Linked DNA regions of Sus scrofa: regions 1 and 3 are each linked to region 2. Evidence: chromatin contacts called from public HiChIP or PLAC-seq data. All regions are on one chromosome and are shown on one strand. The core of a region is the stretch at or near the end of the contact, and the rest is flanking DNA. Distances in the headings are between cores, read along the strand shown.

Region 1 (3,760 bases), core at 1,037-3,536, 100 kb before region 2:
CTTCAGAAAAGGTCATATATTCACCTGGATATTCTAGCCTGAGCCTCATCACGTTAAACTCTGTATTCTCCAAATTAAGCAGGTTTTTTTTTTTTTTTTAACCTTTTTTGTTTAAACTAATTGCTGAAGGATGTGTTTTATTTTTGTGGAGTTCTGTTTTCTTTCCTTTTTTTTTTTTTGGCTGTGCCAAACCGCAAGCAGGGGTTTCTAGGCCACGGATCGAACCTGCACCACAGCAGTGACCAGAGACACATTTGCAACAATACCAGATCCTTAACCACTGGGCTACCAGGGAATTCCAAGAGTTCTTTTTCCTATTTCCTTTTTTGTCTTTTCTAGGGCTGCACCCTTGGCATATGGAGGTTCCTAGGTTAGGGGTCTAATCAGAGCTGTAGCCACCGGCCTACGCCAGAGTCACAGCAGTGGGAGATGCGAGCCATGTCTGCAACCTACACCACAGCTCACAGCAAAGCCTGATCCTTAACCCGCTGAGTGAGACCAGGGATCGAACCCACAACCTCATGGTTCCTAGTCGGATTCGTTAACCGCTGAGCCATGATGGGAACTCCAAGTTCCGTTTTCTTAATCAAAATGTGTTTGCATCAGTTGAATAAAATAAGTTTCTGCACACTGTGTTTAACAAATCATATAGACCCGGGCATCTCATTTAGAGAAGACAGCCTGATGGAAAAGTGCAAACAGTATATTTCACAATGTTGCTTTTATTTCACGGTATGTTCTTCAGCTTGAATAGCAGTAAATCTGTTCAAGTCATCGATGTTGGAGGAAGGCAGAAAAGTACAGAACATCAGCCAGAATATACTACCTAGGCTGTTAGTTAAAGCCAGCCTAGGGTGTGGTTGTCACCAGTCTGGACAACCTCTAAGGACATCCAAATACTTCTCTCCCCTTTACTGTCATTTTTCAGTTTTATGGTAAAGTTTGCATGAAAGATTTAGGTGCATAAAAAACAAAAGCCAATATTCCCTGGGGTTTTACAATGTGAGTAAGAAACTCTTGTCACATTATTTATAGAAGGTATTTTTCTGTTCTCAAATAGGGACAGGAAAAATTGTAGGTTCTAGGTTTTACTTCATGCACGTTCGTAAGAATCAATTTTCCTCCTTGTGAATGGAGCTGATGTTGGTAGTTTAATCCTAATTTAGATTGTGTATGTTGGAGGGGAGTAGAAACTTGATTTTTTTTCTTATTCTTTGTATGTACTTTTTAAAAATACATGACAGATATAATTGCATTCTTTTTTACAGGAAAGCTTTAAGAGAAGCAGAGCACAGTATTTAATGAAATGTATTATCACTTGATTATTTATAGAACATAATTATTTGTATTGAGTCATTTGTAATACTCTCAACCAGCTCTTCTTTAAAGAGATAAAAGCTAGAATGTTAGTGAAATTCATTTTTGGTCCTTTTACTAGACTTTTTCATTGAGGATAATGGGATGGGTGAGAATACTGTGTAGTGTTCAGAATCTCAGAACTACTTTCAGATAGGGAGCGCTGGAAGGTCTGAAGATGTCGTCATTTCCATCTTACAGAACTCTCTCCTCATTGAGTATTAAAGGCTACTTGAACTTTGATTCTTCATAAGAAAATGTATACATATTGGTGACATCAAAAGACTCACATGTATGAGGCGTTCCCGTCATGGCTCAGTGGTTAACGATCTTGACTAGGACCCATGAGGACGAGAGTTGGATCCCTGGCCTTGCTCAGTGGGTTAAGGATCCGGTGTTGCTGTGAGCTGTGGTGTAGGTCGAAGATGCGGCTCAGATCCTGCGTTGCTGTGGCTGTGGTGTAGACCATCAGCTGTAGCTCCAGTTTGACCCCTAGCCGGGGGAACGTCCTCATGCCATGGCTGTGGCCCTAAAAAGACAAAAGACAAAAAATAAAAAAAAATACCCCCCCCCCACCAACTCCCCCCCAAAAAAAACCAGACATTCACATGTGTGATTATGGGCTTTTAAAAAAGATGACCTATTAGTTGCAGTGAACAAAAAGTTGTAGATGTGTAACTTTGCATCATGACAGTGAATGGGAAAGCCTGAAACGGATGCATTGATGGGATTCTGTAATCACTGTGGAAACCTAGTTTTCAGACTCTTCCGTCCATGTTTAGGGGAAGGAGAGTAAGTCTGTCTTTCAGGCTGCAGGCAGCATTATAAAGATCTGCTACTTGACGTGGCCTTCCTATCTCAGGGCACCGCAAAAGCACCTGTTCCTTCTCTCTTTCTTGCTATAAATAGTCCCTTAGTTCTTCTCTGTCAGCTGGTCTCTCCATGTGGTCCCTCCCACCCCGCCAAGGAATTCAGGACCTGATGAGCACATTTCAGAGCTTAAAGAAAGAACTGTGGAGCAGACTTTCTCTCGAACATTCTGGCTGCCTTGCCTCATTCTCGTCCTAGTTTTGTGTGTGTATTTGGCCTCGTCTCTTTAATCAGATCCTAAGCTCTTAGAGGGCAAGAACTATTTCTTATATTTCCCTTGTAGCTCCTGGCACCTGGTAGGTGCTCCGTAAATACATGCTTTATTCAGCTTGTGCAGGCATTATAACTGGCCTGGTGCAAAATAGGAAGCCAGGCAGTAGCCAGTTGTAAACCTGCTCTGTCTCCCTTATAGGGTTATTGCAAACATAACAATAAACATTGAAAATAACAGAGTCCCATGGGTGGCAGCCTTCATCTTGTTGCTGTGTGAACTGGGTAGATAAGAGTGGTTCATTCAGACCTCCTCTCTGCACCTTCCTTCTGTTTGGCACCCTTTGTTTGGTGGTCGTTAAGGCGATTGTTATTGCCGTCTCCTGCAAAGTGATTTCACATTTCTTCAGGCTTGTGGGTAATACAGCACATGTAGCCACATGATCCATGGCCAGGGCACATGTTCTCACGATGGACTTTGGGGGCGACTCTGTCTGTGACCTTTGGTGCTCTGTGTCCTGCTGTGACAAGAGCGTCCCAGTGCTGGCAGCCTTTGGATGTGCTCACACATTAGGAAGCATAGGACTGAGACAGGAAGAGGAATATTCAGAAATGAGGTTGTGTGCCTGGAGTGGGTACCAGCTCAAAGACAGAAAACGTATGATGTTGTCCCTGGCCCTGTAGCTTACCAGCCTGAGTGGCATGGGGAAGTGACTTCTGTCTCCAGGCTTCTGTGTCTTCGTCTGTGCAGTAGGGGTGTTGGAGCCGAGGCCTTCCACATTCAATCTGATGTTAGGCCAGGAGTGAGAGAAAGCATTTCCAGTCATGAGTCCAACAGCCAGCCTGCAGCAAAGCGACCTGCATGCGGAAGCAGAAATGCACAGACTTTCAGGTCAGGCAGACCTGAGTTCACATGCTTCAGCCAGGGTCCCAGAGGGCCCTAGAGGTAGGACAAAAGAGCCTAATGGTTTTGTCCCTGAAGGCAGTTTGCAGGAGCTTTGGCCACCTGTTGTGAGGGACTTTCATAACAAGGTGTGGAAGGCGTTTCTGTATTACAGAGAACTGTCTCCTACCATGTAGGCCACAAAGAAGTCACTTCCTTGAGAACAGAGCTGATGTGTTAGGTTCCTCGTTATTCCTCATCGTCCCCAGCACAGGGAGCTGATTGTTAGGCAGGGCTCAGCAAATAGCGATCAGTTCAGATGCTCTTTATTCTAAGTGGGAGCCAGTGTCACACTAGAATTGAGAGGATTTTGAGACAGGTGCCATTTGCCAAAGCCCCCAATTCTTTTTTTGTTTAATTATTTTTAAACATTGAAGTATA
Region 2 (3,665 bases), core at 1,125-3,624:
AGCTGGGTTAAAATGTAGACCAGCCATGGATATGCCATGGGGAGCGAGTTTAATTATAATTGCAGATAGAGAAAGTTGTATTTGACAAAATTATTTTCACAGATGGTGTTATATATGTGGTTGGAAAAACAAAGTTCTTTTTTTTTTTTTTTTTTGGTCGCACCCACAGCATGTGGAAGTTTCCAGGCCTGGGATTGAATTCAAGCCACAGGTGCAGCAATAACAGATCCTTAACCCACTGTGCTGGGTTTGGGATCAAACCCTCACCTCTGCAGGGGCCAGAGCTGCTGCAGTTGGATTCCTAACTTGCTGCACCACAGCGGTAACTCCTGGGCAAAATGTTTCTGCTGGGATGCCCAGAGTGGGCGGTGAGGTTCTGGAATGTGGTAGCGTGAAACTTCCCCAATAGAAGAATGTGGAAAAGCATTCTAATGAAGAGAGAACGTCTTCTCATCGAAGTATTTACAGAAGATGGTCTAAAAGAATGGCAGGTTGTTTGCTAACCCAGAGCACCAACAAATCTGTTGGACCTTGAACGTGACATATGATGTAAAGAAAAGGGTACAGTGTTCTGGAAGGTACAGTAAGCAAATACAGTTTAGACTAGAGCCAGCAGAGGGAAGCTGTCAGAGATCTCCCTGACATTGGAAGGGAGAAAATGTTAAAGGAAGATGTTTTTCTGCTCCATACCAAGAGGACAGAGTAGCCGTAGCCCTGGAAGTGACAGTGCTGCGAGATTAGAAGGCTAGTGGATGGGCTACTAACCTCTGAGACATGTTATTTATAAGCCAGACCCTAGAGGGATTGTTTGACCTTGTAAAGAAATGTCAGTTCAGCCTGGGGAAGTTTTTGGTAGATTTCCCAGGAGATTGTCATTAGTGTTCATAGATGCTTAGCAGCAAAAGCATAGAAGGTCGTAAGGACTCACAGGCAAAGCTGCTCTTGGTTTGGTCCTGCCTTGATGGAAAAGTAGGTGTATTTAGAACTCTCTTTTCCTCCCTTCCTTCATCTACTATTAAGGTAAAAGAAAAGAGTCTTAGACAGAATGCAAGTGAAGAAAATGTTGCAAGAAGGGAGTCGTCAGTTACAGCCAAGGCTGCTAAGGGATCAGATAACCTAAGGACTGAGAGTTAAGGATTTGAGGAGGCTGGAGTTTACTGGTGACACTGTGTCAGTGGCGCAGTGGGGAGAAAGGACTGACCGAGGTGAGTTCATGTTCAGATGGGAGTGAGGCAAGGGGAGACTGAAAGTCTCAACAGCTCTTAGGACTAGTTTCATTGCAAGAGTTAGGGAGAAATGGAATGGTAGCTGAAGAGGCATTTAAGCTCTCAAGGGAGGGATTTTAAAAGAGAGAGACAGCATAGCCTATTTGTATTCTGTCAAGAAGGATCAAGAAGACAGTTGAAAATGGGTAATTGTAGAGAGGGAAGAGTTACAGGAGCAAAGTTCTTAATTGCACATCCTCTGCTTATATTATTTTGTGGAAGTAACCTGCATCTTGCTGTAATTAACCTGAATTCTAAAGTCAATTTATTAGATTGACATGAGTTTTAGGAAAAAGGATACATAATGGAAAAGGAAAGAAAATGCCAAAAGCAATAGATACAGATCTAGGATTGACAACGAAAGGCAAACAAAGGTTCAGTAAAATTTGGGTTCCATTGAGAATTTTAAAAATGATACCAGCGTTAATACGAATCTGAGATCAAACATCGCTCCTTCATCACAGACTAGAATGTACAGAATAGGTCAAAACAAGAGATAAGCCCCAAATACTTTGTATTTGTTGTTGTTGTATTTCTTTTTTCTTTTTTCTTTTTTTTGACTGCATCCTTGGCATGTGGAAGTTCCTGGCTACTGATCCTTAACCCATTGTGCCACAAGGGAACTCCATGTATTTATTGTTTGAAGACATTCTTTTACATTTGAGCATTGATAAATATTGCATTTTAGAAATGCAGAATACTTGAAGGGCAAGGCCATAACCACTCTGTGAAAATCTAACCATAGAGCTTAAAAAAAGAGAGGGACTTGTTTCCTGCTTCCTATACCTGAGCTTGTCCTTTCTCCATGTAGTAGAGGAACAGGTAATAGCACCTCAAGGCCCAGGAATGAGCCTTGGGCAGGGTGTGGTGACTGGTGGCTTTGAAACAGTCAGAACTAAAGAGCCAGCTGCGTATTTCACTGTTGCCCAATTTTCTTCCCTGACTTCTATCCTGTCCTTCTTTACTACTTTATGTAATAAAGGTCTCTTGGTTTGTTTTCTCCCCCTTTCCCTGTTTTTGTTTCTTGCTGGGTACCCGCCCCCCCCTCCCCGATGTCTGTGACTGTAATAAAAGCAACTGCCCAGCAGGAAAAGCTCAGCTTGTTTCCTGTGCTGCCAATTTTCTTTCCTGGAAATGCAATCGCCGTAGTCCAGTCTACTAGAATTTTACAAAACATATTTATTGCATCAAGAGTTTTTATTATAATGGAGACCTGAAAAATAACTTACTCTGGGTCATAAATGCATTATTCCTGACTTAAATCATTTTGTATGAATAGATCCTTGAGTTTCAAGTACCTTTCCTCCCCAGTGTTTGACTAGGTCATGTTACTGCTGTTAAGAAAGCAACATCCTCGTTTGGGCGTGTAATTTCTTTGGTCATCTCCTTTAAAAGTGTTGTTTGTCTATTATTTTTAGATGAAGCATCTTCCCAAGCCATGCCTTATTTTCCAGCACTCATTCAGGAATTTCAGAGGGCCGTGGCTGTGGGCAGTGCTGAAATGCTCACACCCCATTTCTTCCTACGGGCTGTTGCTTTTCTCAGCAGCCCACAGGAAGAAGCCACGGTGTATTTTTAGTCCTAGGCCATTTATATTTGGAAAAGGAAATACAGGCATCGCAGTGATTGCCGCCGAGCTGGTTAGAGGTTCTGACCATCGCTTCTGACCATTGAAGGCAGATGGAGCTTTGCTCCCTTGAAACTCCTCTTTGTTTCACCACGTCTCTCCTGCTATCAGCTTTCCTGCTCGTTGATGTGTGCGATGTCTTATTTCAGGTCCTGGTGCATTTTGTCACAGACTCGCTTCTTCTGTCCACCTTATGCATAACTGTCCTCTTTTAGTTTGCCATTCGGTGGAATCCTGGTGTCATCTGCCATATGACCAGAATAGTCTAGAACAGTCCCAGGCAGCTCATGTATACAGTTGTCTTGGCTTCTTGAGTGACCGAACTACCACAGCCTCCTTTGGTATAGATTCCTCTTTTAAATCTGAATTTGATTTTTATCAGCAAACCCTCTAGGTCCTTAATCTTTTCTTTTTAATGAGGTTTTACTGTTGCTTATTGGGAAGCAGGACCGGGCAGACTGTTGCTGACTTTTGGCGTATTATTCTTGAATTTGAACTTTGATAGGACTTGAGGGTTTTGCTGCTGTTCTTGTAAAACAAAGACAAGAACTGGTTGCGTAGTGAGAAAGAGCCAATATTTCTGGAAACCTGATTTTTAAACAGGAGTTTGGGCATGACACATGTTTTTCTAAATGCGTATTTTTACTCTTAACTTTGCTTATGGTATCTTTTGGGCATATAAACGTTTTACATTTTTAGGTGATCAAACATGTCTATCTTTTTTACTTCCAGGCTTCTGGTTTTAGTGTGAGACGTGTCCTCTGTCCCCTAGA
Region 3 (3,311 bases), core at 486-2,985, 81 kb after region 2:
ACAGACATCAAGAGTCCATTTCCAGCCAAACGTCTTCACTTACCAAAAACTGAGCATAACATTTTTTCCCTAACAGATATGGCTTGTTTCCCAGGATTATTAACTATTATATTTTTAAACAATGTTTCCCATTTTTGAAGATACTATAATTTTTTTTGGTGAGATTTAGACAACATTTCAGAGTTTTCTCAGGGACTAACTTCTATTTCTCATGAAGATTTTCATAGTAAATTAATCTATTATACTAATTTTGATGAGTACTATTTAGATGACTTGTTCTGACCTAAGCCTTAAATAACGAGGGATTTGGGGTTTTGTTTTTGCTTTTGCTTTTCAGGGCCACACATGTGGCATATGGAAGTTCCCAGACTAGGGGTCGAATCTGAGGTTGCAGCTGCTGGCCTGCGCCACAGCTCACAGCAATGCCGGATCCTTAACCCACTGAGTGAGGCCAAGGATCAAACCTGCATCCTCATGGATCCTAGTGGGGTTTGTAACCTGCTGAACCGCAAAGGGAACTCCCAGATTTGTGTTTTAATTTGGGGAGATATGAAGATCTCTCCCTGACTGGTTCTGGGACAGAAATAGGGGTGGAACTTACCAGAAATGATCTGAAAAATTACTTCAACTGTAGAGCGTTGACTACTGATTCTTTAAAGATGGGAATTCAAGTGTTTCACAAATGTTTCAAAGGAAACAAAAAGTAAAAGTAAATGTAGTTTTGAAATCCATGTTTGTTTACATTACTCCGTTCCACAAAATTAACCTTCCTTGGAAGATACCTTTAGTGTATCTTCAAAAAAAGGAAGGAAGGGAGGGAGGGTGGATGGAGGGAAAAGGAAAAAAAAAAAAGAGGGAGTTCCCGTTGTGGCACAGCGGAAACAAATCCAACCAGGAACCATGAGGTTGCAGGTTCCATCCCTGGCCTCACTCAGTGGGTTAAGGATCCGTCGTTGCCGTGAGCTGTGGTGTAGATCGCCGATGTGGCTCGGATCCTGCGTTGCTGTGGCTGTGGCGTAGGCTGGCAACTGTAGCTCCGATTGCACCCCTAGCCTGGGAACCTCCATATGCCTCTTTTTAGGGTGTGGCCCTAAAAAGACAAAAGACAAAAAAAAAAAAAAAAAAAAAGAACCGTGTAGTGTCATACTTCAAAGGTGAATAAAAATTCACAGGTCTCTATTCTAACTTCAATGATTCACACTTAGAATGGGATTTTGATTAAAAACTATGCCTTTTTTTTTTTTTAAAGTATGGGAAGATGATTACCAAAGATTGAGCTTCCAAATTAATTTTATTCCTACATCAGGATTATTTTTAGACACAAAATAATGATTCTTTGGATTTGAATAGTGCCTAATCAGCTCGCCTCCCTTCCCCCATTAAATCTAATTAACCCTCACAATAGCTTGGGGATGTTGTTAAATATTATGCTTTTCTTTTTCATGGAGGGGGACGTGGAGCACCCAGGGAGCAGCCACTCGCTTACACACATGTCTAAAAGCTGGGCCATCTCTCATGGTTTCTCACAGTCGCTAAAGCATATTGTCCCCCATCCAACCTGGAAAGCTCGGGGGATGATAACGTGGATGGCTAGGACATCAAAGGAGAGGGAGAACTCAGGTTGCTTTGGACATCATGGAATTGATATTCCTTCTCAGTCCAAGGCGTGTTGTGCTCAAGAAACTTCCAGAGACCATGACACGCTCAAGTGGGTGGCATAGCTCACAGATTGAGTACCACGTGCTCAGAATCGAGATCCAGTTTCTACAGCTCATTGCTCCGTGCCTGTTTGTGGAACACCAAGTACAGGACGACACAGTTTTTTTTTCCTCACTTGTCCTTCCTAGAGCATTAGAGCAACAAGGCTTTGTTCCTCCAGGATTCATGGCACGTTATTTGGTTGGTAAATTTAAACTCCGTTTATCTTCAGAGAAGGAATCCATGAAAAACAAAAAATCTCTACTATGGGCCTTGAGAAAATTCAGCTTTTATTTATTCAACATGTATTTACCTTCCCAGGCCCTGTGAAAAGCACTAGATTAGAAAGAGAAATAAAACATGGTTTCTGTCCACATGGGACTCTCTGTCTCGGAGCAGGGTGTGTGTGTGTGTGTGTGTGTGTGTGTGTGATATGTCACACGTGTAATATACATATTATATGATATCATACAAATAATATAGAATAAAATGTGGAACACCCTCTGAGAGAGATGTAGTAGAATGTTCAGAGGAGAAACTATCAACTCTATTTAAGACTAGTTTGGGAGTGGGCAGTAGAAATTGGGAAGCCTATGAAGGAAGGAAGATTTTTCAGAAGACCATCCCCAAGGAGGTTTTTGGGTAAAGACCCAGAATGAAAAGGAAAAGCAGGGAGTGCCCATTATGATTCAGTGGGTTGAAGAACCTGCCCTCATGTCTCTGAGGATGCGGGTTCGATCCCTGGCCTCGCTCAGTGGGGTCAGGATCTGGCGTTGCCACAAACAGTGGCGTAGGTCACAGTCGAGCCTTAGATCTCATGTTGCTGTGGCTGTGGTGTAGACAGGCAGCTGCAGCTCCGATTTGACTTCTGTCTTGGGAACTCCCATGTGCTGCAGGGTTGACAAAGCGCTCCCTTTATGGACTCAAACATGTCCACAAAGACCTGGGACCTTTCTACATTAACTCTAGTAGGAGCACACATGGTTTTAATACACCTGCTTCATTTGGTCATGAGTTCGTTACAAATCCTATTGCCTATACTCCCTCGAACTTTTCTTAAGCAAATACTGTGAAACTGGTATATGGAATAAATCAGCCGGCTAGGAAGAAGCTCAGTAAATCACCCGGCCTCTACCTCTAGTGAAGTGATAAACACTTGCTAGTTCTTTGTGAAATATTGACTCTGAAAATCCAAAAGGTTTAAATACTCCTGCTAGCCATAGAGATGAAAGTGTTAGTTGTGCTCCCCAAAATAGAAGTTTGGGATCATTTATAGACCTAGATGCCAAGTTCAACACTTAGGTCTGGCTTGAGTTAGATGTGCAAACACTGTATGTGAGTGATGCTGGGTGATTCTGTGAAGCTAGCACGTGCTCTAGTCAGTTAAAAAATATTGTTCCTCACATAAACAATTACACCTCAGTCAAAGATGAAAAGGCTTGAGCGTCTAAGTTATGCCTAGGAGATGCATGACAATTGGTAGGTTTGTAAATGTCAAGGACATTTGAGCTTTCAAACCATGTTTACTATTGAGTTAAAGATGGCTGGAAATTTTAAGTCGTGTTTTTCTATGCATACTGTGCCTATGAGAGGTGGCATCCATTGGCCTCATG

The links. HiChIP or PLAC-seq counts read pairs in DNA pulled down with a chosen protein or histone mark.
Region 1: a contact with region 2 is called in an H3K27ac HiChIP or PLAC-seq map of skeletal muscle. The contact joins two enhancer-like sites. A contact is called at or near these places in 3 of 47 Hi-C or Micro-C datasets (embryonic fibroblasts and skeletal muscle) and 1 of 2 datasets of contacts at active chromatin or transcription factors (skeletal muscle).
Region 3: an H3K27ac HiChIP or PLAC-seq map of skeletal muscle shows a contact between it and region 2, with 2.4 times the contacts expected there. The contact joins two enhancer-like sites. A contact is called at or near these places in 8 of 47 Hi-C or Micro-C datasets (alveolar macrophages, embryonic fibroblasts, epiblast stem cells and 4 more) and 1 of 2 datasets of contacts at active chromatin or transcription factors (skeletal muscle).

What each region holds. Positions count from the first base shown.
Region 1 is chr11:46,250,202-46,253,961 of Sscrofa11.1, reverse strand. The region is part of intron 2 of KLF12 (Kruppel like factor 12); the gene reads left to right. Among named protein-coding and RNA genes, the nearest start is that of KLF12, 56 kb to the left of the region's middle. Within about 2 kb of position 2,286, at least 7 of the 83 cell types and tissues checked have an H3K27ac peak or open chromatin away from gene starts, as enhancers often do. A contact at or near this core is called in skeletal muscle, where this site is marked.
Region 2 is chr11:46,147,345-46,151,009 of Sscrofa11.1, reverse strand. The region is part of intron 3 of KLF12 (Kruppel like factor 12); the gene reads left to right. Among named protein-coding and RNA genes, the nearest start is that of KLF12, 160 kb to the left of the region's middle. Within about 2 kb of position 2,374, at least 7 of the 83 cell types and tissues checked have an H3K27ac peak or open chromatin away from gene starts, as enhancers often do. A contact at or near this core is called in skeletal muscle, where this site is marked.
Region 3 is chr11:46,065,720-46,069,030 of Sscrofa11.1, reverse strand. The region is part of intron 5 of KLF12 (Kruppel like factor 12); the gene reads left to right. Among named protein-coding and RNA genes, the nearest start is that of KLF12, 240 kb to the left of the region's middle. Within about 2 kb of position 1,735, at least 1 of the 83 cell types and tissues checked has an H3K27ac peak or open chromatin away from gene starts, as enhancers often do. A contact at or near this core is called in skeletal muscle, where this site is marked.